2 separate regions of the Triticum aestivum genome follow, and region 1 is linked to region 2. Evidence: chromatin contacts called from public Hi-C data. All regions are on one chromosome and are shown on one strand. Each heading gives the region's core, a stretch centred on a gene start, on an enhancer-like site or on the middle of the called end of the contact. The rest is flanking DNA. Distances are from core to core; before and after follow the strand shown. Region 1 holds the start of LOC123043381 (E3 ubiquitin-protein ligase UPL3). Region 2 holds the start of LOC123043380.

Region 1 (5,955 bases), core at 980-3,479, 180 kb before region 2:
AAAGCTAATAGTGGTAGATACTACTCAATAACATATTGTGGAGCAGCAAACTAGATTCAATTGCACAAAGGGTTACAAAGGAATTCAAACAGATGCTATCAAGTTAATTCACATTGTTTTGAATTAGACCCAAGAAAAGTAGAAGTATAATATCCATATAAGATGGGAAGGCAGAGAAGAAACATAGCCAGAAACCGGTTACATGAATCTTAGCATCTGATTTCCAACCAACTTCTTAGTATTTCAGATGGATCATTACAGTAGCACATACACAGGCGTGAAATCAGACCCTGAGCTAGAAATATTTCAGATGAAAAACATGTTCAAATAGTTAGCTTAGTCATGCACAAATAGGTGATTTGGCACAGCAAAACCATGTTAAATGGCACCCAGGTGCTCGGCAGGAGCACCACCATGATCAGGCCTAGAAAGTCTTCTAAGGGGCAGATGAGGTCCTTAGATGGATTTGCGTTCGCTGGTGAGGATTTGGAGCCCGAGTCCTCCTGCGGCAGCAGAGGAAGGGAAGACATCTCCATGCCCACAAGCTCCCTAAGGCTTTAAGGCATCACGTGCATTGGGACATGCTTTCATCTAACTATTTTTTCTTTCATGTGTCTCCTATCCTCAGCTTCTTCCTCCCAGAGCGACCAGTGACTAGACCCTTGGCAGGCCCCAAGGCTACTAAGGTATCACTTTCTGCCTAACTCTCTAGATATTTCTTGTGACATCATTAAATGGTGAGCTACTGAACTAGGCAATATTTGGTACTTGCCAAGTGAACAATCAAACAAGCTATTTCAAATATATAGTTCCTTCAAAATTGATTATACACAATATTTCAAACTTAATATTAACTGAGGCTAACTTACAATTACCACATCTGTACAGGTCACTGAAACTTGAGTCAGAAACATAACATAGAAAGCATACAGTGGAACTTCTCAAGTATGGGCACAACGCCAACAAAAATCATGTTTGTAACCTTCTCACTCATGTTTGTTTTAGCACTAAAATGGGAAAAAAACCACAGCTACACAAAAGGCAAACTACTCATGAGCAAGTCCAAATGACCTGCAACACTAAAAGGAAACTCGTGTAATGTAGGTTAAGGCTCTATGGATAATCATGCATAATACAGTACACAAGAATGGTTCACTAAGCATTGATCTGGATCAGGCAACATGATAAAGAAGCAGCATGTACTATATATAAACCAAGCAAGCGATGCAACAGAGCAGTGCTCACCTGCTCAGCAAGGTCCATATATTCAATGGTGAGAAGCCGGGCGCAGAAGCATGCCACGGCGCCATAGTGCACAACGGCAGAGCAGGACGACGGAAGCACGTCGCAGAGGTGGGTCAGGGCCCGCGCGGCGAGCAGCATGATGTCGGGGTTGCTCTCATGGTTGAGCAGCCCGACCAGAACAGGCACGAACGAGTCCACTGAGAAGCCCGCGAGGGTGTCCTCCGTGCCGATGGACAGCATCTCGCAGAGCTGCGTGAGTGCCTCAACCTGGCGCCCCTCCTCCCCGTCGGCGCGGAGACCCGCGAGCATGCTCTTCATCCGCGCGCCGTTCGGCCCAGACATGGACGACGAGGAGGCAGCCGCGGCGGCGGCCGAGAGCCCGGACGACGGCAGCATGTCGTCCAGGCCGGCGCCGAGCTTCCTGAGCAGCCCCTGCAGGGCGCTGCTGGCGGAGGTGAGGCCGTGGGGGAAGGCCCCGTGGCCCTCGTCGTCGTCGTCCATGCCGTCGAAGCTGAGGCCCAGCATCCGCTCGGCCTCGCGCACGCGGGAGCTCTCCGAGGGCTCCTGCTGCTCCTTGCCCTTGTCGGCGTTGGAGGCGCGGCCGCCGCGGCGGCGGGGCGGGGGGTTGTTGCCGCCGCCGTCGGCCGGGAAGTCCATCGGGGGCTGCGGGGCGGGCGGGGAGAGGAGGACGGAGCGGCGGGCGCGGGGCGCGGGGTGTGCGGGCGCGGCGGGGGCGGGGCTAGGGTTAGGGTTGGGGCGGGCGCGCTTGGAGGAGCGGGCCGAGGAGGAGGAGGTCGGGGTGGTGGAGGAAGACGACGAGGCTTCCGCCCGCTTGCGGCTGCGCGTTTCCATACACGGGGGAGGAGGGGGAGGGGGGCGGCGGCCGCCTCGTCGGAGGCGGTGGGTGCGGCGCGGCGGCTAGGAGGCGGTGGGCGGCGGGGGAGGGGGCATCGATGGGCGATCGGAGGAGATCTGGGTGGGGATTTTGTTGATTGATTTGGGGGGCCAGGGAGGCGGTGGGGACTGCGGCTGCGGGGGCGGCGACGCGAGATAAGAGAGAGAGAGAGAGGCCGGATGGGACGCGTGAGCGCGAGGAGGGCCGCTTGGGCTTTTGCGGGGTTGTTCGGCTCTCTGCCCACGAGCAGAGCACCGCCCCGCACCGCCCTCCCTCGACCTAAGAAAAAGAAGAAGAAAACAAAAATCTTCTCAAGAAAAGTCTCTCAAAAGATAAAATACTCCCTCCGAGCAATTCCGGACCAAGAAACTACTATTTGTGTAGATATATACGAATGTCCCGTATCTAGACATGTTTTAGTGTTAGATATATCTGTATCCGGACAAATTTAAGATGCAGTTTGGGACGGAGGTAATATCATAAAAATGAAAATTCAATATACTGAGTTAACCGAAATTTGTGGCGAGGCTTCATCCGTGTGTATGTATATCTGGAGATTTATGGCGAGGCTTCATCCGTGTGTATCCAGTAGAGAACCCATTCATGATTCTGCCGATGGAAAGCGGTGCTCGTGGTTTCCGGCATGAGACGCCGTCGGAGCTTCGGGCCAAGGGAGAACATATAAGGGCGTGTTTGGTTACATTGTCAATTGAGTCTGGCCCGGTGAGCCTGGCTCTAGTGAGCCGGTTTGAGGGGATGCAGACAAAAAGACTCCAGATGCACATAGTTTGGTTGCCTGCATGTACCTTAGTTGCATGAGACAACCATTTTTGGCCCGGTGTTTGGTTGCCCGCATTGCATTGGACGCACATATGACATGATGTTTGGTTGCAACCCGTATAAGGTGTTGTCACCATTTCTAACTAGTGATGAGCTTACCACACATAATCTGAACATATAGTGTCAGCTAGTTAAACAAATGACAATTCATCCTAACTACTATCAAATGACAGAACAAATTATTAAGCCATTGGCTAAATAGGGGATAGTTCATTGGTGTTGCTGCTACCAGATCTTCATCTTCCTCTTCTTCTGCTTCTGCTTCTGCTTTTGCTTCTTCTTGTGCTGCTGCTTCTTCGTCTTCCTCTTCTTCAAATCTGGCACTGACCTCTGTTAAGCCACATTGCATCTGCCCACTCCAACCTTTTGTTCTTCCAAGCGTCATTGTCAAATGCCTCCACACCATGGCCGGAGCTAACAACATCGTCAGGCTTGACCTCTTCCTCCTCTGGCATGTGTTCATCAAAGCCCCACTGGAGGATCCAGTTATGCAGAATGCAACAAGCAAGAACAAGCTTAACCTGAGTGGAGTATGGGTGGAATGGCTTCTGATCCAAGATTTTAAATCTATTCTTCAGAGCTCCAAATGCCCTCTCAACAGTTACACTAAGGTTGGAGTGTCTGAGATTAAACAACGCATGTGTTGTCCTAGGATAGTTCCTACCAGAAAACTCGTTGAGATGGTACTTGGTTTTCCTGAAGGGTGAAACAACACCCGGACATGCATAGCCAACATCTTCAAGGTAGAACCTACCGTCGGGGATGTTGATCCCATCAGGTCGACTCATGTTGTCATTGAGAATGTTAGCATCATGTGCTGACCCCTCCCAGCTAGCCAGCACATATGTGAACTTCATATCAAAGTCAACAACAACAAGCACATTCTGGCTTGTGTAGTGCTTCCTCCCCTTGTATGCTGCAGACTGTGACCTAAGAACTCTGGCAGTGACATGAGTACCATCTATTGCCCCAATGCAATCCTGAAAATGGTATCACAAGCCTGTGTTAGTGCTCAACTTGAACAATACAAGCATATCAAGCCATGAAAAGTGTATATTATCAATGCTCACCTTGAAATATGGATACCATCTTGGGCTTCCGCGAATCTTGGGTGGAGTCCGGACAGATGGTCTCCTGATCATCTTTCCTCTAAGCTCCCCAACAGCAAAAAGCACCTGCTTGAAGTACCTAGAGGTGGTCTCCATTTGATCTCCTGAACGTGTTGTGAATGACCCTGAACCTTTGGTTATGGCCAACAACATGGAGGAACATGGCCACTTGCTCTTCCACACTGGTGTTGATGTTATCTTGTGCAACCCCCTGCTCCTGAAGGTCTCGACAAGCCTGGCAAATGGTGCTCTTTTCATTCGAAGCATCCACAAAGCCTTGACGTCATTGCAGTTGTAGATGTAGTTCAGATTTTGGATCCTCTACTGTTCCCGGATAAACATTGGACCATAGCGGATCAAAGGTCTCCCAGCACGACGAACAACTCTCTGGTGCATGAACATGACCCATGCCTGAATCACACTTATCAGTGTTGCTGCCTGAATTATCAGCCTCATCTGTGCGTCCATAACCTAGTCGACATCGACGGTTCGTTCAGTGGGAAATCGATCCTACACCTTGCCTATCGGCCTAACCACTGACCTAACAAAGTGGGGAGGGGGTGCTGCTTACCGGCATCAGAGACGAGGACGTCATAGGGGGAGTCATGGCACAGACAAGGTCAATCAGACGATGGCCAACAGCAAGGGGAGCACCAGATCCGCCGCAAACGTCACCGCCTCTTCCGCCGCCGCCGCCGCCTCTAGCACAGATCTGAAATTGTAGCCGCCGCCGGTGGTGAGGCAGTAGGGAAGAAAGGGGGCAGGGAAGAAAGTGGCTACGGATGAGCGAGTAGAAAGGGTGGTGAGGCCAGATTTGGCGTAGGGACGGCGCGCCAGATTACCCATCTCCCACCACCCCCCTTGCCATCGCGTCGCACCCGCCCATGCGACCTCGCGCCGCACTCAGTCTGGCTTGTGAGAAACTGCCGATTCGAGCGTTCCAGCGAGCCAGGCTCTGGGCTGCTTTGAGAAGCGTGTGATGCAGGCCCAACAATGAAACCAGGCAACCAAACAGGCCTCTTCCTTCCCGCGCGGGCCTGGTTGGGCTTGATGCGGGCAACCAAACATGCCCTAAAAGTGCATTGTTTCTTCAATGGCATTTTGGTGTTGATGACAATGGGGCTAGTGAGGACTAGTGTAGATGACCCGTGTGTAAAGGTGTAATAGTTCGACTCCCTCCTATGTTGGTTTGTAGCAAGTGGATAGACGTCTTTCCTGAGTGACAAACCTAACAATCTATAGAGATGCAATAGTTGGATGTCTTTAACACCAATAAAACCCTCTTATGCCCCCAACAATACAATAAGGGTGTCAATCATTGCTAGTCTTGCTAATTGAAGAAGCCTATTTAAAGATAGTGTGTGATAAATATTTTTTGGTATTCTTGCAATAAAATAAAAATGAAATAAACAATGTGTAAATGTTTTTAACATGGTACAAGAGCATACGCTTATACATATGCATATACACCCAAACTTATGAACGCTCGCACGCACACCCTATCCATATGAGCACCTCCGAGAGACTGAGCCGGCACATCATCTTAGATTGACGAACTTGCCACAGACACCTTCATAGTTGACGGAAACGTCTCCTCCCACTAAACGCATATCACCGGAAGACCTGAAATAAATTCAGGAATGCGAGCACCAATGTCAAGTCTAGGACTTGAACTTTGGTGACAGAGGATACCACTGTCCTCCTACCATCTAAACACAGGTCCATTCACATGTGTAAACTAGGTGATTTCCCCGCGCGTTGTTGCGGGACATCCATGTACAACTTTCTGAAATATTTGTTTTACCATGGAAAATCATATCATCAATGTTTGAAATTTACTTATTTCAAGACAGTTTTCACGTGGAC
Region 2 (5,887 bases), core at 296-2,795:
TTGGACCCGATGCCTATATAATGATCATTGCCTGGATATCGTCATAATTATTTGAAGTTCTATCAATTGCCCAACAGTAATTTGTTAACCGCCGTATGCTATTTTTATCGAGAGAAGCCACTAGTGAAATCTACGCCCCCGGGTCTCTTCTTTATCATATTTGCCTTCGAGATCTATTCTTATTCGCTTTTATTTTCAGATCTATTAATCCAAAAACCCAAAAATACCTTACTGTAATTTATTGTTATTTATTTTATCTCGCGTTCCTGCGAGATCTATTTATTCAATCTACTACAATTTTATCTATCTTTTTACCGGGAGGGATTGATAACCCCTCTTTTACGTCGGGTTGCAAGTATTTGTTCTTTGTGTGTAGGTGTCGTTCACGTAGTGTTGCGTGGTTCTCCTACTGGTTCGATAACCTTGGTCTCATCACTGAGGGAAATACCTACCATAGCTGTGCTGCATCATCCCTTCCTCTTTGAGGAAATACCGACGTAATTCAAGCCGCAACATAGCCCCGGTGGGTAAGGTGGGGACAACTTAGCAGCGGTGCTTGTTGGCAACAACGCGCTACTGAGGACCGACGCTACTGCTAAGTAGCAGTAGTGGTGGCCTATTACCCAATGCTTCCGTTAAGGTTCTACCTATAAGGTATTTCCTAGTAGTGAGCGGTTGGACGAAGGTTAGTGGCGTCGATGCGGTGGCAGGACCAAGGCACGTCTGTGTCCTATCTCTTCTCTCTCTTAGGTATCCCCTATCCCACCGTAGATTTGGGGCATCGACGGTCAGATCTCATGTGACGGAGGTGGCGAAGGCAACCAATAGGGGTGTCGCGGCGGTGTGTGGCTGCAAGGGCCGAGGGCGTCACATGCAGGCGTGTGGCTGTAGGGGTGGGGGGGGGGGCAACCAGAGTTGCCAGGCGGTGGCGAGATCGAATCATGTTGTGATGTGCTTCAGCCATGTTGTACATGTGCGTGTTTCACGCGTACGTCCTCACTCACGACAATGACATGTGCTAATGGAGTTGAATTGTGAATTGAGGACAATACTACTTGAGAGTTGTTTGTGTGCACTGCCAAATATATGGCTGGTTATGTATGAACTTGTGAATTTTAAAATCCGTCAATGAGTTAATGATTTTTTCAAAATTACTGTTGGTGTACGAGAACTTGTGCAACTTTCAAAACTATTGTTAACATATAGGAAAATCTTGGCACAGTCTTCTGAAATCTGTAATATGGTTCAAATGGCACGTATAGTGGGTAATCTCACCATTTCTACTAAAAAGAGTATCTCAACAACTTATCCATCTCTTATCCTTCCAACCAGACATAAAATTGACTATCTATAACTACTTCTCATACTCTCAACCAAACACAGAAAATGGCTATCCCGAACCAGTTGGTGTGGAATACCCATAACACTACAGTACTCCACAAACCAAACACATGTCACCGCTCACCATCGAAACGATGATCCCTTCTCGAGGGGTAAATCGGACTTTCCCCCCTATTCCGTTCCGCCCGAGCATTCCCTCGTCCACGCCTCCTCCTTCCCCTTCCCCTTTCTACCCAAACGAGCAGAGAAAAAAATCCGGCGAATCGGACCTAGGGTTTTGCCCCCCGTCGCCGCCGATGAAGGGCGGCCGCCTGCACCGCCCGGAGCCGCCGGCCCCTCACGCGGCCGCGGCCGCGCCCGCCCCTGCCCCCGCGCCCGCCGACGACTGGGTGGACGGCTCCTGGACGGTGGACTGCTCCTGCGGCGTCACCTTCGACGACGGCGAGGAGATGGTCAGCTGCGACGACTGCAGCGTCTGGGTGCACACGCGGTGCGCGCGCTACGTCCGGGGCGTGCACACCTCCTTCTCCTGCCACAACTGCCGGCACAAGCGCGCCCCCTCCTCCGCCGACGAGACCGAGGTCGCCGAGCTCCTCGCCGAGCTGCCCACCCACCGCCCGCCCCCGCTCTACCGCAGGTGGGCTGAGGTCCCGCTCCCCGCCCGCGTCCACGTCCACGGCCTCCCCGGCGGCGGGGCCGACGCCTCCCTCTTCCGCGGATCCCCGCCCTCCGCCGCCTTCTCCGCCGCCCTCTGGCGCTGCGCCGGCTACGTCCCCAAGAAGTTCGGCTTCCGCTACTGCGAGTTCCCCTCCTGGGCCGAGGACAAGGACAAGAGGGCCGAGGACAAGGACGGCGCCGACGCTCTTTTCGCCATGGCCAGGGAGAAGCGGGAGGAGACGGCGCCCGTGCCAGTGCCAGCGCCGGCGGCCAGATTATCCCTCCCGATTGGGAATAAGGGAAACAAGAATGCTCAAACCCTAAGCAAGAAGGCTGAAGGCGCAAAAGAGGTTCCTCCTCGGACAGATGCCAAGACAAAAGGTGAATAGTTTGGCAACGATTCTTATTATTTAGTTACTGCACACAGAACAGTTAGTTTTTCAATGATGTTGCCTACGTTTCGATTATAGATTGTTAGTTTGTTCATTTTAGGAGCATCCAAGATCGCCACAGAGGCTGATACACGGGATAATGGGTTTGAGTCGAAAGGGGATCTTAACATGCCTGATGTCAGGCATAACGATCAGCTTGCCGACATTACCATGGCCAATTCTGATTTTAAAGTGGTTGGTGAAGCCAATAAGAAGATGAAGGAATCCTTGGAACTGAGTGGGGAGAAGAGGAGTTCTGAGGGAACTACAAGGATGCTGAAAAAGGACGAACATAAGGAGTCTATTAAACTGGAGATCTCCTCTGGAGGTAAAGCTACATCAGCTGTGGCAGAACAAGAAGCACACTCACGTTTTGTCAAGGCAGAGGTTAGTATATTGTATGCAATTAAACCACACAATACTTAATCTATTGCCTTTATTTAGTGTTGCTGGTTTGGAAAAGCGTGGGAGTGCTGTTTTCTACTTTATATTCTGCTGGAATATGCATTTTGACTAATCAGTAGGCCATTTGCTACTTCAAGAGCACACATCCAGAGAGTTTAATCTGTTATGTGGTCATACAAGTCGAGTTGTGCTGCTACCTCAAGAATAGCCCGTTTTAAATGTAATTACTTAACTTGTCCTGATCAGCTTAACCAAATTAAGTTTTAGATTGGTGTACCTTAAAATGGTTTTCTTGTTTGCCGGTACAGTGGATTTCCCTGCCTCTAGCACCTGATTTCCTCCACCTGCAATGTATCTTCATCCCAAACAACATCGATATTTGCAGTGAATTGTTCTCCATGTCCTGGCTTCCCATAGTACTTCGGTTGGTCCACATATGTTAATAATAAATCATTATAAACTATTTACATTTTAGGTTCTTACATGACCTTAATTTCAATAGTTGAATCTCCATGTCTTATGAATTCTACCAATCGCACTCTTTTCAGAGTGATAATTAGAGTTGCGAATGCATCTTGGCTGTGGCATGTGACATTTGACATGACACTATGCGTGGATATGAACATAGAATTCAGTTACGAAAAACTTGCTGTGATGGATGGCTATCCCATTAATACCTTCTGGCAGGCCATGCCATATTAGAGCTGGCAGCTAATGCCGAGCTTCCAAAAAATTGAAGAGGAGTAGAGTATTTATATTTTACCTTTTTGTGTAATGATGATGACGTATATACTGGAATCCTAGATTGGATGTTCTCTTGTTCTAAGCCACATGAAAAACAATTAGCAAGTCAAACCTTGTGAGAGTGTATGGTTCTATTGTGAATGATGTTCACACTTGGAATAATTGTTATTCAGAATAATGCTGGATGACATGACCTGAAGGGAGTAACTCCAACCAGTCCCCTAAACCTTTTTTAGAGGTTCTCGCTCTCTAATTTAGGGGCCTCCTTTTATTCTTTTCACATTAAAAAAAGAGGAAAAGGAAAATTAGCAGTTGGCGGCCGGCGAGCTCTGATGGGCTCCGGTGAACTCCGATGGGCTTCAGTCAATTGTGGTGGGCTTTGGTGAGCTCTGCCAAATGCCGACGTGCTCAGGCGAACTTCGGCGGTCAGCAAAGAAAACAGTGTCTGTTGGTGTTTTTCGGGGGAGGGGATGGTCCCTGCCTTTTTACATGTAGTGAGAAAATAGGTTGAGGAGGGGTCCCTGGTTTATGGAGGTGAGTAAGGGGAGGGTTGGAGTGAATTTTTTGCCCCAGAGCCCAAAAGTAGGTGATAAGGGATGGCTGAAGTTGCTTTGAGGGTAATGGGAATCAGAGATTGACTGGTCTGATATAACTTCATGGAAGGGCATAAGGGAATTGTTATCAAGTTGGCAGCTACTCCCTCTGTAAGCAAATATAAGAGCATTTAGATCACTACTTTAGTGATCTAAACGCTCTTATATTTCTTTACGGAGGGAGTAATTGTCAAGCGGGTGGGAGGCCGCTGAATTGTGGTGGCGTAAAAAACACATAATGAGATTTAATATAATTAACCCAAAATTAGCCCACTACTACTATTGCGGTGACCTAGATCAACACTGATTTTACCCAAAACCAAGAACTATTAAATCTTCTAGTGCGTGTCTTCTCTAGCAGCATTGAGGTGGTGGTGATGCTCTGCCAAAAAGGGCGTCTTGTCGTGAGGTGGCACTAGCATGAGAGATTGCTCTGCCATCATCAAGGCTGTGCCTCAACAGGTGGTCAAACGAACCAAACACAAGTCAGGGGTGATGCGTGAGGAAGAGGATATCATATATGAGGGAAATAAAACATTGATTGTTAAAGCAATGTATTTTTTGTGCTTGACCAGTCAAATGGCGTAGTGTGTCCAGCTACTACTGTTGGGTGTCCTAAAGAAAATTATGCTGTGTTTGGATGTCTCAATTGGGGCCCTTGAATTGGATTTTGTATTGATAAACTTTCAATTCACCTGTTTGGCTGGACACTGAATTGGCAATCTGTATTGAAACCAAATTTCAGGCTGAATCACTCCCACAGGAAGTGCCCATCCGCAATACAGAGGTCTACCGCTCCGAATTGCGCTGAATCGAGAAATCTCGCAAAATGTACCGCTTCAGCCCTCACGCCCCTTTCCTGTTTCCCCTGCTCGAACAAATAAGGTGAAAATGCAGAGCGGGCGGCGGCGCCTGACCTCGCCTGCGTCCAGGCATGTTCCCTCTCTGGCCCCCTCCTCCTACATCTCCCCCGTCCTCGTCTGTTCCTCGTCCTCCCAGGTCGCCCTTCCTCCCCATCTCCCGTCGGTCCTCCTCCTACCAGGTCGCGACTGCCTCCCCCATCCCCGGTTGCTGCTCCTCCCTAGATGCGCCGACAACCTTCTCCCTTCCCTGCCCGGCGCGTCGCCAGCACCCTCCCCATTTGCTGCCGCCTGGGTCGTGCCTCCCGCTTCCGGCATCGTCCCTGGATGCGTCGGTGGTACATCCACCAGAACATCACTAGTACAGCCGCCCCATGGCACTCCCTTGCCTTTGTCCTAAAATATCTCTGGTTATCTCACTGAACCAGAGATAGTTGTATATTCAGATTCATGTGTATGGACGAATTTGATGTTTCATATGTATGGTCAGATTGATCATATGTATATGGATAAATTTGATGTTTCATGTCTATAGTCAATTCAGTGACCAACCAAACAGATGAATTCGTATTCATGCCGATTTCGGTTTCCTTGTTGAATTGGTATTCCAACCAATTCAATACGGAGCCCTCCAATACAAACATCCCAACGCAGCGTTATGCAATTCGGTTGGCAGATCCAAAATATCCGGAAGAGTGAACTTCATTATTTTCCTGGCGCAGAATAGAGATGAAGAGACTTTGTGTTGCCTTTTCTGTTTCTGTTACAATTTTTATGTTGATGCATTTTTGTAAGTATTGTTTTTCTTAAATGAGTTAGTATGTGATAGTGCGCCAACTGTTTATTTCTGTGCTAA

Evidence for each region. A called contact is a pair of places that touch in the nucleus more often than the background predicts.
Region 1: a Hi-C map of leaf shows a contact between it and region 2, with 5 times the contacts expected there. The contact joins the promoter of LOC123043381 here to the promoter of LOC123043380 in region 2. A contact is called at or near these places in 3 of 5 Hi-C or Micro-C datasets (all in leaf).

What each region holds. Positions count from the first base shown.
Region 1 is chr2B:48,225,752-48,231,706 of IWGSC CS RefSeq v2.1, reverse strand. It overlaps LOC123043381 (E3 ubiquitin-protein ligase UPL3), which reads right to left and starts at 2,229. Exons shown (of 17, transcript XM_044465803.1): 1 at 1,246-2,229. The coding sequence starts at 2,097.
Region 2 is chr2B:48,049,264-48,055,150 of IWGSC CS RefSeq v2.1, reverse strand. LOC123043380 reads left to right here and starts at 1,545. Exons shown (of 11, transcript XM_044465801.1): 1 at 1,545-2,379; 2 at 2,491-2,816. The coding sequence starts at 1,638.